Linked DNA regions of Capsicum annuum: region 1 is linked to region 2. The links are chromatin contacts, called in public Hi-C maps. All regions are on one chromosome and are shown on one strand. The core of a region is the stretch at or near the end of the contact, and the rest is flanking DNA. Distances in the headings are between cores, read along the strand shown. Region 1 has its middle 21 kb from the start of LOC107874939. Region 2 overlaps LOC107874123 (ISWI chromatin-remodeling complex ATPase CHR11).

Region 1 (3,342 bases), core at 572-3,071, 260 kb after region 2:
AAATTGGTGCACCCTAAGAACAATAGAAAGAACCGAAAAAAATGATCTTCCAGTTTGAGCACAGTTATTATTAAAGCACAAAATTCACTCTATTAAAAATCACTATGCCTCGGTAAGAAACAACTATTTAGAATAGAGAAGGAAATCAAAAGATGAATCAATTGCTGGACCATGTAGTTAACGTAGAAACTAGTCAAACTTACAGTAAAGTTAGATGGCTATTTGTCATGCTTCTAGAATTCTTGCAAAACTTTCATGTATGAGTATATACTGTTCACTACTGTCACAATGCTAGTTATGATTTACAGTACTATATGAAGACGGGGATGTGTAAACTTCCCGCTTCCAGCAAATATCACCATCCAAGACAGGGAGAGGGATCTCCAAGCCTAGTGATACATAATATTCATGGTTACCCGTTGCGACCGGTCTGCCTTCTTTTCTCCATTCGTTTGCGTTTTCATTCCTTTTCCTCTCTAAAAAGTTTTACCATTAAATTATTTTTCCGATTTGACTCATTTGTGTTCGTTTTACAGAATGAAAGAAAATGTTCGTACTATATAAAAATGGAGCAGTGTAAATATGGCATCACCTGTAAATTTCATCATCCACTGCCAGCTGGTGTGCAAGTGCCATCAGTAGCTGGATCTCTTCCATTTCTCATAAGGAACCTTTTCCTTTGCCAGCGGCTATTCCCCCAATAGCCACTTATCCTTCACTACAATCTTCTTTTGTTCATTCAATTGAACAATATGGAATGGTTGTTGGCAACTGACCAATTGTAAGGCTTACTCTGCTTTCAGGTTCCTATCATCCTGCACATATGGTCTTATTCTTTTCCCTCCTAAAATGGTTCCCATGTCGGATTGAACACCTTCTTCGGTATGTATATTATAAGAGTTTCTTGCCGCTGTTATTATAGAACTTTCTTGCAATGCACTATTTATCTATAAAGTGTTAAATTATAGAAATAATTACCCACGGATACCTTTCGGTCATCTAGTTAATCAAAAGTGATCCAATTATTAATTTATTACCCATATTATCTTATTTTAGCATTTTAACCAGTTTATTTTTGAACCCTCGAGTCTCACCCCCTTTTGTCTCTTTCACTGACTCATTTGTAATCAGTGGAGAAATTTGAAGAACTATTTTGTGCTTTCTTTTTCTTTTCTTTCACCTCTTTTATTATTTGACAATAAATTACATGTCTAGCGTAGTAGCTTTTAAAACAATACAAATAAGTTATCAATTAATTTATTTAGGAAAAATGGTCTATAGGACCCTTGTATTTGTCCAAGTTTATAAAGTGGACACTCTACTTAGCCCTTTGTCATATGAACCCGTCAATCCATTAAAATTCAAGATTTTAAACCCTCATGACCGTTGATCAAGTTTAAGTGGTAACTTAATGGGTGAATTGGAACAAATGAGCAATTTCATACATATAGGGCACGTATACACAAAATCTTGATTAAAATTTCTTTTTAAAAGAAAAAAAAAAAAGAAAAATGTAACTTTCATTCTTCTTTGCTCCATCCACCCTTGTTCCTTTACTCACACCCTCCATTTCCCTCTTTCAAAACACTTCAATTGATATCTTAAAAGGAACATTGTTTAAGGGAGAACCTCGACGGTGGACCCTAACAAGAAACTCATTGTTTTGATTCTTTCCTTAAATTAGAGTACTACACTTTTAATCGATAAATGAATTATTGTTCTAATAGAATCAGTGAGGTGGCTACTTGTGGTGTTTCACTGGTCAAGGATCAATGGCGGATCAGTTAATTTGGATGGAGCTAGTCACCGATTAATCATGATTTCTCGACGGAGGAAAGCATCAATGGTGGAGGTTACTGAGTTAGTTATTTGAAGGTTTAATGGAGATTATTCATGATGTTGTTGGGGGAGAAGAAGGGAGGAGAGGAGGATGAGAGGGTGAGTGGCGACATTAATTCAACGGCTGGCGGTGTTAACGTGAAATGGGGAAGATAAAATAAAATAGGAGGCAGGTGTTTTCTGCTATTGTTAATAGATGGAGTATTGGTTGTTGTTCTAATTGTTATGTGTAAAACAAAAGAAAATAAAAATAGTGTGAGGGAGATGGGGATAGTGGTGTCTGTGGTTGTGGGTTGGGGGAGGTGGAGGTGGAGGGGTCAGTGGTTGTGTGTTTGGAGAGGTGGAGGAAGGTGTTTGTTTTTTATTTAATATTGTTGATCTATGTTGCTCGGACTCATCAAAATTGTCAATGGGTGCATGTTGGATTTGTCAAAATTAGTGTATTTTTAAGAATTTGACATGGGTGTGGCATAAAAAATGAAGAGTTTGTACAACTTAGTTGTTAGACTAATAATTTTTAAAAATAATTAATGAAAATAATTATGACATGACATTAATTTATTGACGTGAATTTGACGTATCATTTATTTTAGGGGTTTAAAATCTTATGTTTTGATAGGTTAAAAGATTTAGATGACTAAAGACTAAGTAGAGGTGTTCACTTTACAAATTCAAATAAATACAAGAGTCCAGTAGACCATTCTGCCATAATATTTATTCAATATAAATATGCAAGTTCCCGTAAAAGAATATCAAATTTGAGGAACTTTAATAGGTTGTACAATAAAAAAGCAATGGAGTTCTTTGTGCTTTGATCTAATCGTTCTATGGCTTCAAAGTCCCTAGAAATAGTGTGAATATATTGTTTAAACACAGTTATACCAAAAGATACATTATATATACATATTTTAAAAAATGAAGAGGGTTCTACAGCACAAAGAAGTTAAAAAATAACATAGAAAAAGATTTGATTTCATATTTTTCATTGTGAATATATGTTGGCTAATCTACATATAAAAAATTATCGGTCTATAGTCCCGGAAAACGGTTAATTTGACTTGTACATATGGGTAATTATACCTAAATTATATGTACAAACTTTGGATAGTCCAGTGGCCTTCCAAACTACTCAATTTGCTGCTAGAGCAGGTCCAGATTATGGGTTTATGCAACTATCTGCTTCAGCACCTCCCTACACAGGACCGTGTATGTCTCTTACTGCTTCTCCTGATGCTTCAAGCAACATCCAGAAGGAATTTGCATTTCCAAATAGACCCGAGCAGCCCAAACGCCACTACTACATGAAATTTGGGGAATGTAAATATGGATCTTCACATAAATACCATTATCCATCTCAGTGCTACGGGTCTTCCTCTTTGTCCTGTAAGCAACTTGGCATTCAATCCTTAAATTGAGATTCTTCATTGCAAGTTAATGCTTTGTTGTTTTGGTCTTGCTTGTAAGTTAACTAGATAATAACAGGTTGTCTGCCAAAATTTTGTT
Region 2 (3,321 bases), core at 773-3,272:
CACATCTACGAACCGGGACATCCGCGCCCCTCATCATCACATGGCCAAACCATCTCAACCTCACTTCCCGCATTTTATCCTCCACCGACACCACTCCCACCTTCTCCCGAATAATTTCATTTCTAATCAGTGTCTGGTCATACACCTTCGGCTATTCTATCGGTTCCTGCTTCTTCCCACCAACACAGGTGTAACTCTGCCTATCAAGGCTTAGACAGATGAGTTTTGAACCTGAGGTTCATGATTGTTCTTCTGTTTTGTTGACCACTAGACCACACCCTTGGTGCTAATATAAAAACTAGAACTAACAAATAGGTAGATGGCTTATTATACACCTTGAACAATAGCTTATGATGTGAATGGAAGAGAAGTATTATGGTCATATTGAAAGGGTGGGAAAACTGGATGAAATTTTTAGGAGGGTTGAAGTGATATTGTTGATCAGCAATGCAATGGGGGAAGAAAAGGTTCTTTCATAACATGTTCTTTTGTTATCTTTGGTTCCCGAAATCCAAAAATTGATTTTGAAACCAAGTAATTTTTGTCTGGTTTTGATTTTTGAAAAACTATCCAATCCAAACACCATTGCAAAGGAGAGCTTGCATTGCATAAAGTGGGTCTTGTGCAATATTTTTTGTTCTATCATTTTATTAAACAATTACTTTTCCTTTTAAGAAAGTGAACACTGTTTGGGACAATTAAGAGTACAGGCCACAGGTTGGTCTTGCGATGGGAGTGTATTAAAAAGTTTTGTTTCTAATATTTATTTTCTTTAGTTTAGATAGAGCAGGCTTTACAAATATACCCTGCTAATTGATGATGTAGAACTAGGATTAGAAAACCGGCTAAAAATTTCTTGATAGTTGGTATACAGGCAGAGCTAGGCTTTTACAAATAATTATAATTATTTATGGGTTAATATTTGTATGCATGTAGAGCATGTAGCATTTGGAGGATTTTTGTTTAGTTTAATGGATTAAAAACTTGCAGATTATGATAGGATTATTAAGAACATTGAAAGAGGAGAGGCTAGAATTTCGCGAAGAGATGAGATTATGAAAGCAATTGGTAAGAAGCTGGATCGATACAAAAATCCATGGTTGGAATTGAAAATCCAGTATGGTCAGAACAAAGGAAAGCTGTATAACGAGGAGTGTGATCGTTTCATGGTGAGTTGACTGAAATTCAAAGGTTGACTTTTAGAATTTAACCCACCATCAGGTAAAATGATTATTGTGGTTATTTTTATAGATATGTATGGTTCACAAGCTTGGCTATGGAAACTGGGATGAGCTGAAGGCTGCATTTCGCACATCACCCTTGTTCCGTTTTGATTGGTTTGTGAAGTCTCGTACCACTCAAGAACTTGCCAGAAGATGCGATGCACTTATTCGGTTGATTGAAAGGGAAAATCAAGAATTTGACGAGAGGGAGAGGCAGGCACGCAAAGAAAAGAAGCTTGCGAAGGTTAAATAGCAGCCTCTTGACTCATTTCTTGGAGGTAAATAGGATTGATGCTAATTTTTCTATTTCGACAGAACATGACCCCATCAAACCGCACTTTGGCAAGACAGGCTGCTGAAAGCCCTTCTGCTCTGAAGAAGCGGAAGCAATTGTCAATGGATGACTATGTCAGCTCAGTACGTATTTCTTTTAATTTATTCTTCCTCTGGTTACAATACTGTTTATGAGTTCCATATTTGTGAGTTCCATATCTGTGTATAACCATCATTTTCAGCTCAGTAAGTATTTCTTTTAATTTATTCTTCTTTCGGTTAAAGTACTGTTTATGGGTTCCGTATTTGTGTATAACCAGTAAGTACTTACACACTCTACTTCATCTGAGGTAGTGGTATGGACTGCTTACACTTTACCCTCCCCAGACCCCACTTTGTGGGAATACATTGGTATGTTGTATATTTGTGTATAACCATCATTCTTTCCTTTCTCCAGGGAAAGAGGAGAAAATGAGATTAGAAATGAGTACAAAGATGAGGAGGTTAGCTGTGGCTGGTTGGGACCTCAAAGTGGAAGGGAAGATTATTTTTTTCGTGATCCCATCATCTGGTGTTTTATTCAGAACGACATTTGATGCTCTATCTCCTTGCCCTGGCAATCATTGACTCAAGGGCATTGAAATTTCCAGGATGCCATCTGACTGGTAGAGAAATGAAAGATACTTGGTTTATAATTTGTTAGTCCGACAAAAAGCAAGTCCACCAGGCTTGCCCCAACTCCTAAGCTGTAACTACATTTCTAATGCAGATATTCATAACAATTTGTTATTTATAATCCCGCTGGAGTTCATATAACCACTACATAGATAGTCAGGGATACACTTTATTATATTTTACTTTTTAGGAAGCAACGTTTGCAGTATGTGTGCTTTTCTGCTATATATACAGTTGCCATTTCTTGAACCATTTATATTTTGTTTCAACTGGCTTGTACCTGACTGGTTTGGTAGCATAGAAGTGGTGATTAATTTACAAGGATTGAAATGCCAATCAGAGGAGATTATCTGCCTGTCTCCGCCAAAAATCTGTTGAAGCTTGCTTGAAAAGGTATGTAAGCAGAGTGTCTAGTCATTCACAGAATCACTGGCGTTGAAGGTGTGTACCAGGCAGAGGCAACTTTTGTTGGCTGTGGTTTCGGGTATGCCTGGGGGATTTCATTGGCTATGTTATTGATGCTGTTGTTGTTGTGGTTTCGGGTATGGAAAAGGAAGTGGAGAATACTTTGTGAGGATTGATGTAGGTAGTCCAGTTTGGAACCACATGGTTGGTGATTATGGCAGTGATAATTGACATTTCAAATTTGCTGTCTCCTTTCCACGCCAAACCCACCAGGCCCTCCACCCTAAGCCTGCATCCTCGGTGTTTCTTGGAGTACATGTAAATGCTATTGGAAGAACAATATTTGTTTGCTTTACCATTAAACACTAGAAAATAAATGAGAAAAAATTTAGTTTTCGGAAGAATATTTCCGTGCTAAAAACACCCTTCGTATATTTCCTTAGCTTATTATTCCTGTAAGCTACCAAACAAAGAACTCCCAAAAAAGGTAAAGACTTAACTTCCTCTCTTTATCTCTTTCTTTTCTATTTGTACTCATTGTACTGCATCTTTCCTTGGCATATGATCATGTTGTTACATTTATTATTTGTCTAGACAGTTACTATTCATAATTTTTTCAAGAGGCATTGTTTCTTATTATTCATGAATCTGATCGGTAAATCTTAGCATCGTACACTCGCTCAAAAACACAGAGAGAGGGAAACATTTTTTTTAAAAAGTTCTTCCTTCGTCTTTCTAGCTGTGT

What was found. Hi-C and Micro-C count contacts between places; a contact is called where the count stands out from the background.
Region 1: a Hi-C map of bud shows a contact between it and region 2, with 2.3 times the contacts expected there. The contact joins two enhancer-like sites. A contact is called at or near these places in 2 of 5 Hi-C or Micro-C datasets (bud and placenta).

The regions. Positions count from the first base shown.
Region 1 is chr6:164,884,615-164,887,956 of UCD10Xv1.1, forward strand. No RefSeq gene overlaps it. Among protein-coding and RNA genes, the nearest start is that of LOC107874939, 21 kb to the right of the region's middle. Within about 2 kb of position 1,822, at least 4 of the 5 cell types and tissues checked have an H3K27ac peak or open chromatin away from gene starts, as enhancers often do. A contact at or near this core is called in bud, where this site is marked.
Region 2 is chr6:164,622,554-164,625,874 of UCD10Xv1.1, forward strand. LOC107874123 (ISWI chromatin-remodeling complex ATPase CHR11) reads left to right here. Exons shown (of 25, transcript XM_047414941.1): 22 at 991-1,169; 23 at 1,252-1,467; 24 at 1,539-1,640; 25 at 1,954-2,427. The coding sequence ends at 1,971. Among protein-coding and RNA genes, the nearest start is that of LOC107874123, 9.9 kb to the left of the region's middle. Within about 2 kb of position 2,023, at least 3 of the 5 cell types and tissues checked have an H3K27ac peak or open chromatin away from gene starts, as enhancers often do. A contact at or near this core is called in bud, where this site is marked.